Regions from separate parts of the Rattus norvegicus genome. Here region 1 is linked to region 2. A link is a contact called in public Hi-C data. All regions are on one chromosome and are shown on one strand. Each heading gives the region's core, a stretch centred on a gene start, on an enhancer-like site or on the middle of the called end of the contact. The rest is flanking DNA. Distances are from core to core; before and after follow the strand shown. Region 1 holds the start of Sh3bp4 (SH3-domain binding protein 4). Region 2 has its middle 46 kb from the start of Sh3bp4.

The links. A called contact is a pair of places that touch in the nucleus more often than the background predicts.
Region 1: a contact with region 2 is called in a Hi-C map of kidney, with 2.1 times the contacts expected there. The contact joins the promoter of Sh3bp4 here to the enhancer-like site in region 2. A contact is called at or near these places in 2 of 12 Hi-C or Micro-C datasets (kidney and liver).

What each region holds. Positions count from the first base shown.
Region 1 is chr9:97,106,160-97,112,238 of GRCr8, reverse strand. Sh3bp4 (SH3-domain binding protein 4) reads right to left here and starts at 4,362. Exons shown (of 6, transcript NM_022693.4): 1 at 4,187-4,362.
Region 2 is chr9:97,059,188-97,064,871 of GRCr8, reverse strand. No RefSeq gene overlaps it. Among named protein-coding and RNA genes, the nearest start is that of Sh3bp4, 46 kb to the left of the region's middle. Within about 2 kb of position 3,716, at least 5 of the 93 cell types and tissues checked have an H3K27ac peak or open chromatin away from gene starts, as enhancers often do. A contact at or near this core is called in kidney and liver, where this site is marked.

The sequences.
Region 1 (6,079 bases), core at 3,113-5,612, 47 kb before region 2:
AGAATGTGAGCTCCTTTTAATAGTGTAAGAAAGGAGGATCTGGCTATCTCTGTGCCTGTTTCTTAGCACTCCCCAAATGCGTGACTGGGAGTGTTCGCTTCTTTAACTTCAGCACTCAGTGAGGAGGGATGGTGTGTGTGCTGTGTGTGGTGTGTGTGTTTGTGTGTGTGCTGTGTGTGGTGTGTGTGGTGTGTGGTGTGTGTGGTGTGTGTGTGTGTTTGTGTGTGTGGTGTGTGTGTGTGGTGTGTGTGTGTGTGTGTGTGGTGTGTTTGTGTGTGTGGGGTGTGTGGGGGGTGTTCTGGATAGCATTGATCCAGGTTCAAATCCTGGTTCGAGCATGCATCAACCTATCGGGGTGGAAGAGCTAGCAAAATCCTGCCAGCTTCCCTGTCAACAGGAGTATCTGTGTGGACTCCCTGAAGTGCATACAGGAAGATTCCAAAAAGATACAGAAATGTCATTGGAGTGATGTTGTTTTTGTGACAAGGCTTGTCCTGGGGAGACACTACACATGTCTATTTATCACAGATGGGGAGCCCATGACAGACCAAAGTATAAATGCCACCACCAAAAATCCAATTTGGTGAGCCAATGAGTTTTATCGGGCTTACTTACTGGAGCTAAAATGACTCAAGACAGCCGAGTCACCAAAGCCTATCCCAGCATGGGTGACAGCTCATAAGAGCTGGGAACCCAGAGCACACTGCAACAGCCTGCAGACAGTTCAACAGGTTGGAGTGTCCTTTCTAGGTAACTCTGTTTGTCTCTACCTCTTCCAGGTAGCTAGGATGGTTTCTGCTTCTTCCGGGCAGCAGGTCTGATCTCAGAGTCCTCTTTGCAGCCTGAGAGTGACTCCCACTTTTATTGCTTACTCTTGAAAGGGACCTAGTGAGTCTGGTCAGTTTCAGGGACTTCCTGAAGCTATTTTGAGTTGCTTACCTAACTGTTTAAGGAGCTTCCCTGACAACTGAAGGTGCGAAGGTGCAGAGCATCTGGCAGGTGCACAACAGATGAGATGTTCTTCCATTTAGGATGGTCACCTCTCCCTCCTTAAAACTCAGCCTCACCGCCTTCATTTCTGAAGCACTATGCAATCTCTGCCCTCTGGAGACTCACATCTTCTCCCAGGAGCTGGCCTTCATGCCTAGGGTGTAGAGTTATGCAACACAGATGCCCTGGGGCCTACTGAATAGCTGGCCAAGGCTTCTTGGAGGACACTGAATGCAGATGCATTGTTCCCTGGGTGTCTTGGGGTTTGGTCAATAATTTTCCTGTCACTTCTCCAAAGAGGGGCAGCTGTAGGGCTTGTGTTGTGCAAAGTTTCTCCAAAGCCAGGACCTAGACGAAGCCACTAGAAGCTGTGCTGGAAATGGAGCGACAAATGCAGCAGCCAGTGCACTTGTGGTTAACAAAGCTATCTGCTGGTTACCCCCATTCCTGGCCGTCAGATAGGGACAAAGGGACAAAGAAATCTTGGTGCTTTATCTCTAGGGCCCTGGGAAATGTCCCAGGGACCTGATTCCAAGTCTCGGGAGAAAGATGGTAACACAATCCCACACAGGTGTCAACCCTGAAAATAACAAAGCAATAGGAAGCCACAAAGCTGTCTACTCACTGAATACGATTCCAACTGGGAGTTAAGATGCTGTGCCTAGAGCTGGGATTGCAAGTTAGGAGCACGGTGGCTCTGGACTCCTTCAGGTCAAGGGTTCTCAGAGAGACACCAATGGCCTTCTTCCCCAAGAGACAAGCGCACGCATACATGAACACGCGCGCGCGCGCGCGCGCACACACACACACACACACACACACACACACACACACACACCCCTTTTGGCTTCAGAAAGCCAAAGGCTCTTAATTGGCTGGGAACAGAGGACTCAAATCCAAGAGGCCTCCCAGGAATCGAGGGTGTAAACCCCATTCATCATTCATCCTCCTATCTCATTATCAGACTAGAACCAACATTAGAATAAAAAGAAAGTCTAAGCAAACAGCCCAGAGGGGAATAATTCCAGCCTGCTGCTGGATTAGCAACCGGCAAAAGAGAAATTCTAGGAAGACCCATTCCCCCACCCCCAGCCCCTTCTACTCCCACCCAGAAAATTAGCAACACAACTTCTGTTAACAACAACCAGAGCGAAGGGTGCCTCATAAACAATTTATCCAGCCAGCTTTCTGGACCCTTCCAAGGCCCTGTCTGAGCTCGCATCTGCAACCAGACCTAGGACACATCAAAGTGCTGGTGGGAGCAACAATTAGAAACAAAACTATCAAAGGGTCACCAGGAACCTGAAGAAAAGCTTCCAGCCTGACTCTGGCTCTGGGCGGGGAGACTGGGTAAGGACAAAAGGCAGCCTGTGCCTCACCTCTCGGTCTGGATCCCTGTTAATTGTTCGTTAAGAACAGTAAAGCCTGGTGCCAGATCCTGGGGACAACAGGAAAAGAAGGAAAGTCCACAGAGGCCTTGCTGGCATTTCTGCAGCCAGCTTGGGAGCCGGTCATTGTTCAATCGGTAAACACGTGAGACCGAAAACAAATCGCTGGGAAACCAGGTTGTTCACTTCATGTGTCCTCCCAGGACCAACTGTTCTCTCTTGGAGGGTGACCTGGGCAGGCATTTACAGGGCATTCTACAGCTCTGCATGTCCCAGGCACCAATGCCCCCTGACTTTAGGACACCCCCCCCACCCCCGCCCAAGTCCAAAAGATGCTGCAGGAAGGATCCTTGAGAAGACCAGTTACTTCCAAGCCTCTCACTTTGAAGGGCTTCGCCTGCACCAACAGGAGAATCGAGTGTGCTCTGGGGATCCCTGAGGCCTGCCTAGATCTTGCTTCCTGGGCAGGAGAGCCAAGCTCTAGGTAGCTTGTTTTACCTAGCTACCTAGATGACACTGTACAACAGCTAAATGCTCCCTAGCACATTGAAATACAGCCGCTGTCCGTCTAAGGATGCCAAAAACGCTCTGCAAACCATCCATTAAATTTTATGGTAGCCTAGGAAGCAGATTGAGAATCATTACTGTCATTTTTACAAGGCTCGACACCAAAACCACGGACTGGGCTGAGGTACCGGGTCCCCGCTTCTCTCCATCTGTACCCACCATCTTATGGGAAACCCCATACATCAAAAGGGCACTCGTGACTATCAGAAACAGCCTTTGTGGTAAGGCAGATCAAAAAATCCAAACTTTGGACACGAGACAATCAGAAAGGTAGAGAGTGGATGGTTTCATGCAAGGGTTTTCTCCCGATTAGGCAAGGAGGCGCCAGGTATAATTCAATGATTAAATCTACAAGGCTGTGACACCCCCACCCCAACGAATGTGGGATCGGCGGTAGATCTCCTGTGTTGTTTATTTCCGCTCTGGGCACTCATTGCTTTTATAATCAGAGCAAAAGTTATACGAACTTTATTTCTGCTGCTAAATCACAGAACACCAATCTGCTGCACTAACAAGGGAAGAATAAACATGAATAAAGCCCAGCATGGTATTCTCTTTCCAATCTCGTAGATCCACGAGGCTCCACAACCTTCTGCGTACGCAGAGCGGCCAGCCTGCTCTCCACCGCTCCTCCCGCGCGGCATCTGCAAGCGCCCCACACCGGGGAAGGGCCAGCGCCAGCCAGCCCCACAGTACACACTAAGCTCCCTAAACCTGCACACTACAACGCCAGATCCCAGCGGGGAGCCTCCTGGCCCCCAAACCCTCTAACAAGACACACTGGGCGGCGCAGGGCGGCTTCCCGGTAAACAGCACTTGCAGAACAACGCTCCTCTATCCTAACCGCTCCCACCCGCACACCCCGGCGCTGTCACCTCGGGGCTGCGCGGTCACTCGATCACCAAGACAGAAACTGGAGTTTTCAATTTCATCCTCCAGGAGGGCTATCCGAAGAAGTTGAAATGTGCATTGTCACCAAGTTTAACCCGGAGCCGCTCTCTCTTCGCTCCTCCCCAGAACCACGCGGGTGGCGCCGCGACCCCTCTCCGCCTTCCCTGCGCCCCAGGCCCTAGCGACCACGATCCGCAGCCCGGATCAGGCTGTGACCACAGAGGGCAGGGCACCGGGAGCTCAAGGGGTTCGGAGCTGTTCGGGGCTAGCCGCGCCCCTGGGTCCGGGATGCTGCCCGAAGCCACAGCGCGCAAGGGGGTAGAGTGCGCCGTCCGGCCCCGGGCTCCTACCTGGCTCGCATGGCGCCCCACGGGTCCTGCGGCTCCCTTGTCCTGTGGGGCTCACCCGGCCGGGGGCGCGCACCGCTCCGAGAACCACAGTCACAGCGATCGAGGCAGCGGAGGTGGTGAGGTACCCAGACACCGCGACGGCCCAGAGCGCTCAGCCCCCGCCGGCGGGCGCAGAGGTGGTCTGGGCCGGGGCGGGGCGCGAGCGCGGGCGGGGCCGGGGCGCAAACAGCGGGCTCGAGGAGGGCGGAGCGCAAGCAGAGACCGCGGGAGGGGCGGTGCCAAAATTGTGGGCGGGGCGGGAGAGGGGCGGGGTCAAGCTCAGGCTTGGGCGTAGGAACCCGGGACGGATTCGCACTTTTGAGGAGGAGTCTCTGTCGGAGAGGCGGGGCCTAGACGATACTGGGGCAGACGTGGGCAGGGCGTGCTCAAAGGGGCGTGGGCAATTTGAGGCTGGAGCGAGTAGGGACTGTGCCCGGAGCTGGGGGAGGGCAGTTCTTAGCAAAGGCGGGGCCTGGCTGAAGGGGGCGGGGCGTTCTGAATGGGCGGGGACGACTGAGCGGCTGATTTACTTAGGGAAAAAGGCTTGGCTGACTGGCGCCTCCACTGCTCCGGCGCGATTCCCGCCAACACTCCTCCTTGTCTCCTTCCTGAACAGCGCCAGTTGAGGGAGCAGGGTTGAAGGCTCGGGGGGTCCCCCTGTACCTATAGAAGAACAAAGATGATGGAGACCTCCGGTGCTCGGTTTGGGGGGAACCTTCCCGGGAGAGGTTAAGCAGTAAAACGAAGAATTTTAAAAAAACAACAACAACTCAGCTTTAGGGAACTACTACAAGGGGAGGAGAGCTGCCCACTGGGCAGGCTGCAACAGAATACAAGTCAGCATATTTACACTTCCTTTGCCTAGGCTCACACACAGAAGTAGAGGCTCCGTGCGAGCTCAGTGAATGATCACACTGAGAGGCAACGGAGCAAAAGCAGCCCAAGCTTGGCTACTCTCATGAGTCATCTCACGGGAGCAGACAGAGGCCTGTAGGGTTGATTGCCTCAGTGAGGTCAAATCAGCCTTTGACTGCGGTGGTGGTGAGGGCAGGGAAGGAAGGCTGCCACTTGGAGCCGGTAGCAATCATCTTTAATGTTGTCACAGATCCAAATCCAGCAGCCCATTGAGTCCATCCTCACTATAATCGCCGGCCACAGTTACCGTTCTTATTTTCAAAGTGACTTCAGATGTTAATGCAGATTATCATAGTCAGCAAGATCACATGGGAGGGGGTGTGCGTCAGAGTCAGAATTCTAGCCAGTTTTCTATCTCCCATGTTCTTTATGCTCCCCTTCCCATCAATCCTTGCACTCGTGGTGGAATTTCTTATTCTCTTAGAACATGGAAAAAATTACTCCTTAAATGTAGCTGTAAAGAGGCAGTCTTCTAAAAGTGCAGGTGACTTACCTGGTTGGAGGAGGTAGGGGTGGAGGTAACAAAAGCATCCAGACTGGAGGGCATGTCAGGAGCCAGCCTCTGTGCGAGTCACTTACCTAGATGAGTACAGAGCTTATGACTTAGCGGAGGGTCTAGCACAAAGCAGCAGTCACTAAGTATTAGCTATTTGTACTGCTGCTACTCCAAACGACTTCTGTCTAAACCATGTCAGAAAGAGGGAGAAGGAAAGCATGAATGGACGTGGGCTGGGCTGGGGTTATAGCTCAGTTGGTAGCGCGCTTGCCCAACATGCACAAAACTCTGGGTCCCATCCTCAGCACCAAATAAACGGGAAATGTGGTGGCTCAAGCCTGTACTCAAGAGGTGGAGGAAAGGGGATTGAAGGATGGTAGAGGCAGGAGGATCAAGAGTTGAAGGTCATACTCCTCTACATAGTAAATTCTAGGTCAGCCAGG
Region 2 (5,684 bases), core at 2,467-4,966:
GGAGGACTTCAGGCTTCAGGTATTAAATACCCAGCCAATAGGCTTTTTCAAATGAGGAGCTTCCTTCTGATGGATTGTCTCCATTCAGAAGCCTCCTGCCACTATGGCTAAAGCCTCAGGGGTCCCCTCCCCCTCACCTCTGGCAGTATGGGACAGTGGGCAGACTGCAGTAACTCTCTTGCTTTGATGTATCCTTGTATGGGGCTATGGTACCAGCCTGCCAATCATGGGCACTCAGGGATGTGAGCCTGTGCCAAATTGCTTTCTTCCTCTTCCCGTTGGCAGGGTGGGTCGTTCACCTGAACTTCCTGGTTTACTGTGCTGGCCTCTGTGCATCTGCCTGTCTCTGGTACTTGCTTGCCTCTCCAAGCTGTCCACAAAGGAGTCCTTCTTAGGCCTCTTAGGCAATACCCTTTTATTTCTGTCCCCTTCAACAAGCTTGATGGGCTCCCCCGTAAGCCCAGGATACATTTTACATATCTGACATTTGTGTCTTGTCCCTGTCACCTCTTACTCCATTCTCTGGTAGTTTGTCCCTGCCATCCAGCCCTTCCTTCCACCTTATTCTGCTGTCATTACCTCTTGACCATTGGAAGCTTGAGGCCTCAGCCTTGACCAAGCAGTTCAGCCTGGACTGAGCCATTCTCCTCTCCCAGGGAAGCAACAGTTCGAGGAACTGCTCCAGGACTGTTCCTCGCCCTCCCCTTTCACCTCATGTGGTTTCCAAAGAAAGTTCACATTGTCACACATGTGCACACACGGATGGATCTATGAAGATAGTAAATGTAACTCATATCGGAATATGAGCACCATGGTAAATTATGGATGTATTCAGAGAGGCAAGCGGTGTCTGAGGGAGAAATGAGGAAGATTACATAAATTGTTTTGAAACAATAATGCTCAGCTTCAGGGATCAGTAGCAAGGGTGGCTTTGGTCCAAGACTGAGCAGGCAGTCCCTAGGAAGACAACTCCACAGAACTGCTGTGCAGGGCTCTGGCTCTGGCTGAGTCTCTAGGAAAAGTTCCTGCTATCTGAACTTAACACACAGATGTGGGGGACACAGCTGTTCTCTTGGGAATAACTACTCACCCCAGATAGGGAACCTATGACAGACTAAAGTGCAGCTACCAGTAAAGTCCAGTTTGGTGAGCCTTTGAGTTTTACTGGGGATACTTACAGAATATAGGTGAGAGGTTACTTACAGGAACAGAAATGATTCAAAGACAGCTGCATCACTAAAAGCCCACCCCTCCATGGGTGACGATTTCCAAAATCTGGAACCTGGAGCACACTGCACAATCTGCAGGGACCTTTACATGTTGGGGTGTTCTTTTCTGCTGGCTCAGCTGGTCTCTGCTTCTTTCAGTAGCTCAGGTGCCTTGAGGGTGTCTCTCAGTAGTCTTTTACAGATTATATATGCTTGGAGAAGACTGGTCAGTTTCAGGAACTTCCTAAAGCTTTCTATTTGTTTTCTTCCTGAGCTAAAGGCATTTCTCTCCAGACAGAGCTGTTTCCCCCTCAACTTAGAATATCCTTTTGTTTCACCCCTTCTCTAACATCCTGGGCCCCAGGAGCTTCCCTCCAAGGTGGAAAGTCTTAGTCTCCCAGGAAACTGCTACAAATAAATACCAGGTGACCCTGTGCATAACCTTCCAGCTTTTATATACTTATTAATCTAGTTATTTCGTCAGTATCGGACACAAATAACTCAGTTTTGATTCTGATAACCTTTAAAATACATATATGTTATCTTAGTTAAGACTCCTAGAGCAAAATGGCTTAAGTTGGGTAATGGATAAATAATTAAAATTCATTTGCCATAGTTCTGGAGGCTCGGAAATCCAAGACAAAGGCTCTGGGGATCTGTGTCTGCCAACAGCTGCTTTTGCTTCTAAGACGGTATGGTTCCTTTCTGCTGAGTCATTATGGAGGAAGGAGGAAGATGAAGGTCGCAGAGAGAGGAACTCGTCACAATCCTAATTCACCAACGGGGAGAAAGCGTCATGGCTCATCACTTCCAGACGGCCCAACTTTCTAACAACCTCGCCTTGGCGTTTGCGTCCCAGCATGAGGGTACACAGTCATTCAAACTACCCCACACAGAAGTGTCTTAGTTAAGGTTTCTAGTACTGTGATAAAATGCCACAGCCAAGGCGACTTACAGGAGGAAGGATTTATTTAGGGTTTACAGCTCCAGAGGGTTAGAGTCCACGATCATCTTTGGGGGTGGGGCATGGCAATAAGCAGACGGATGTGGCAACTGGAGCAGCAAGCAGGGAACTGAGGGTTCACATTGCAAAGCACAAATGGAAAGCAGAGAGAAGGAACTTTTCAGACCTCAAAGCCAGTCCTCAGTGACATATTTTCCCCCCATAAGGCCACACCTCCTGACCCTCCCCAAACAGCCACTAAGTGGGGATCAAGAATTCAAATGCTTGAACTATGGGAGATGTTTCGTTTAATTCACTACAGCAAGCCAGCACAAATTCATAAATACAAAAGTATGCATATAATGTCTACATATATGATGTTTATAATGTCTACATATATGCACATGGGTGAATGCATTGTGCATGTTGCATTTATATTTGTAGGCTGTGAGCGCTACGCAGGTGAAGATACATAGTTTTCCTATATTGAGTATTACAGTATCTACCTATGAGAGATGTATAAGCAAATATTAAAATATCTTTTTCAAACATAAAGATATAAAACGTAAGTACGTTAGGAGAAATATGCACCTTTACATAACAACATAAACACAGAAACAAGTTATAAAACAAATACATCGATGTTTGTCCTGGTCTGAATATAAGATAACACTCACAGGCACTTAGGTTTGCCTGCTTGGTCCCCAGAGAGTGGCACTGTGTGGAGAGGATGAGGAACTTGCAGAGGGCCGCATGCAGCCCAGGGAAGTTAGTTCTGCGGCACTGCTAGGAGGGTCTTCCCAGCCCGTGGCAACCTACCGCTTCATGTCTAGGTTTTGTCTGGGCTGCGACGGCCTCTGTACCATGCTGAAGTTGGGGCCTAGTTTTGCCTCCCAGAAATAAGACTCAGACTCGACATACATTCACAAATACCTTGGCCATAGAGCTAGGCTCCTCTCCGACTAGATCATAGCTTAAATTAACCCATGTATTGGAGTCTTCATTGATAACCCATTTACTTTAAACTGCATTCTGCCAGGAGGCTGACTACCTGTGCGCAGGAACCACGTGTCTGCCTCTTCACATCTCATAGAAGATTTGCAATGCCATCACAACCACAGAACTTATAACCACCTTCATTTTGAAAATTCAAAACTATTATTCATTATATTATTATTATTATTATTATTATTATTATTAATTGAGACAGGGTTTCTCTGTGTAGCCCAGGCTGACTTGGATTTACTCTGTAGATTAGGCTGGCCTAGAGCTCACAAGGAAGCTATCTGTCCCTGCCTTTGTCTCCAAAGTATCGAGATCAAAGGCCTGGATTTATTTATATCTATGTACCCTTGAAAACGTTTAGATCAATTCCCAATTCTTTCTCCTTTCTTTCGAGATTAATATCTATGTGGGTAAATATACCTATAGTCCCATTTAGCAGCCCATAGACGAAGTATTCTCCAACTGGGGAAAATACACCAAGAGAATGGACCAGCCTGTCTTCCCACCTGGCTTGATGTCAATCCTCTGCTTATTGTTACAGAGCAGTGGAGGCAGCAACTAAAACTGGGGCAAGGTTCACCTGAGCACAAAGCCAACACAGCCTGGCTAATAATTTATGTAGTTTCTATTGCTTAGAACTGGAATCCTTATTCAGCCCGAAACCAGAAATAAAATATGCAAACACAGCGTGCAGGGGCGCACACAGGGCACACGGAGTGTGTTGGCCTCGTCAGCAACTGCCGGCTGGTGGTGCTTCAGGAGAGAGGGACTGGGGGTCTGCGGGAACAGACAGAGGCCTTAGCGAGGAGAGCCAGGGAGCCCTGCACAGCAGAGTGAAAAGCTATTGTCTCAGCCCTGGCCTTTAGAGACATCCCCAGGGTCCCGTAAAGTACGAGTCAGCTTTGGAAGGACCTGGGGCATCTCAGTTCCCGAGTTCTCTGCAAAAGGTGAACTATGCTCTTAAAGCCAGTTTAAAATCAGCAATGTGCCCTGTTCAAACCCCATCTCCTGTAAAGAAGTCTACTAGGGATATCGTGTGCGTGGGTGCGTGTGTGCGTGCATGCGTGGGCTGGCCCTCCTGTGCTCACTTGGATGCCAGAGGTCAACATCAAGTGTTTTCACCTCTCCGCTTCATCTTTGTGAGACAGAGTCTCTCATTGAACCCAGAGCTGATTCTTCTAGACTGGATGGTGAGCGACTCCTAGGGATCCATCTGTCTGTACCTTCCCAAGGCTAGGATTACAGGCCACTCCCAGTTTTAATACGGGTCCTGGGATTTGCATTCCGGCCCTCATGCCTGTACTGCAAGCTCTTTACCAGCCATACTGTCTCCCTAGCCCCTCCTTTGAAATATTTTTGACTGGAGTTTGGGGTTACCTCTGAGCTGGAGTAGAAATGCGGTCTTCAGTTGGATGTTGATCTGTGAGTGTGGCTTCTGAGCAGAGGTGTACCTCACCTTACACAGCCATCATCAGGAATCCCCAGGCACAGCCCAGCCTCCAGGGTGTTTACGATTAAGAATTTACCCCACGACAATCTTCTCAGTGACCTTGACCTAGTACATCCCACTCTGTTTACTCTCTGACTTTGAAATGGCTTTTATTGTAACCCTTATCCTAGATGGAACGGCTTGGTGGCATGTTCCAGCCTCCAACTCACTGTGCAGTGTAGGGGTGACCTTGAACTTGTGATCCTCCCGAGTGCTAAGATTACAGGGGTCTCCCACCATGTCCCCTTTATGTGTGTGCCGTGGATGTTGACACTAGGGCATTGGGCATGCCAGGCGAGCATAACCTAAGTAGTTATTAGTTTGTGAAAAGATGAATTTGAAATCTCAAAATCTAGGCTCCAAGCATGACGGGCCGCGTCTCGAAACCCGAAGTAGCGAGGTAACATTGGCTCAGACTAGTGCTTCCCCAGTGAGACTGGATGAAGGTATTTGGCAAAACGCTCTGTTTATGTTAATCTCTCCAGAACCATGCCCAGCTGACAAGCTTCAGGACACAGTTCTGGCTGTTAAATGTTGAGACGTTTGTTCCTCCTAATGCCTGCCTTCCCAAGCTCATTTCCTCTTCTCCACAGTCCTGAGGGATCTGCAGCCCCAACTGCCTGTTCATTCTTCCCTCCACATTCCCACCAGCCCCAGACGAAAGAGTTCCAGAGCCCAGAGTTTTCTGCCTTTGGCTCTAAGAAACACACGTTTATTTTCCACAGTAACTAGAGCTTCACCTCAATGTTAAAAATTAGAATTACAGAAATTAAAAATTGGCCACACTGGGCGTATTCTCTCTCCCTCACTCTGAAAGCATAAATTATGCCTCTACCTTCTGGATGAACTGAGTATAAAAGCCCCCCACACTGTTTGCTCCAATGTTTGCTTCGCACAGCAGAAGCAGGCTAAATTATGTGTTTCAGAGCTCCCCGAAGCTGTAATTCCGGAAACATATAATTACGCCCTGGCATTATCAAAGAGCAGAAAATATTTTTCTTTCACTTTTTTCGATGGTTTAACAACCACTCTGGATTTT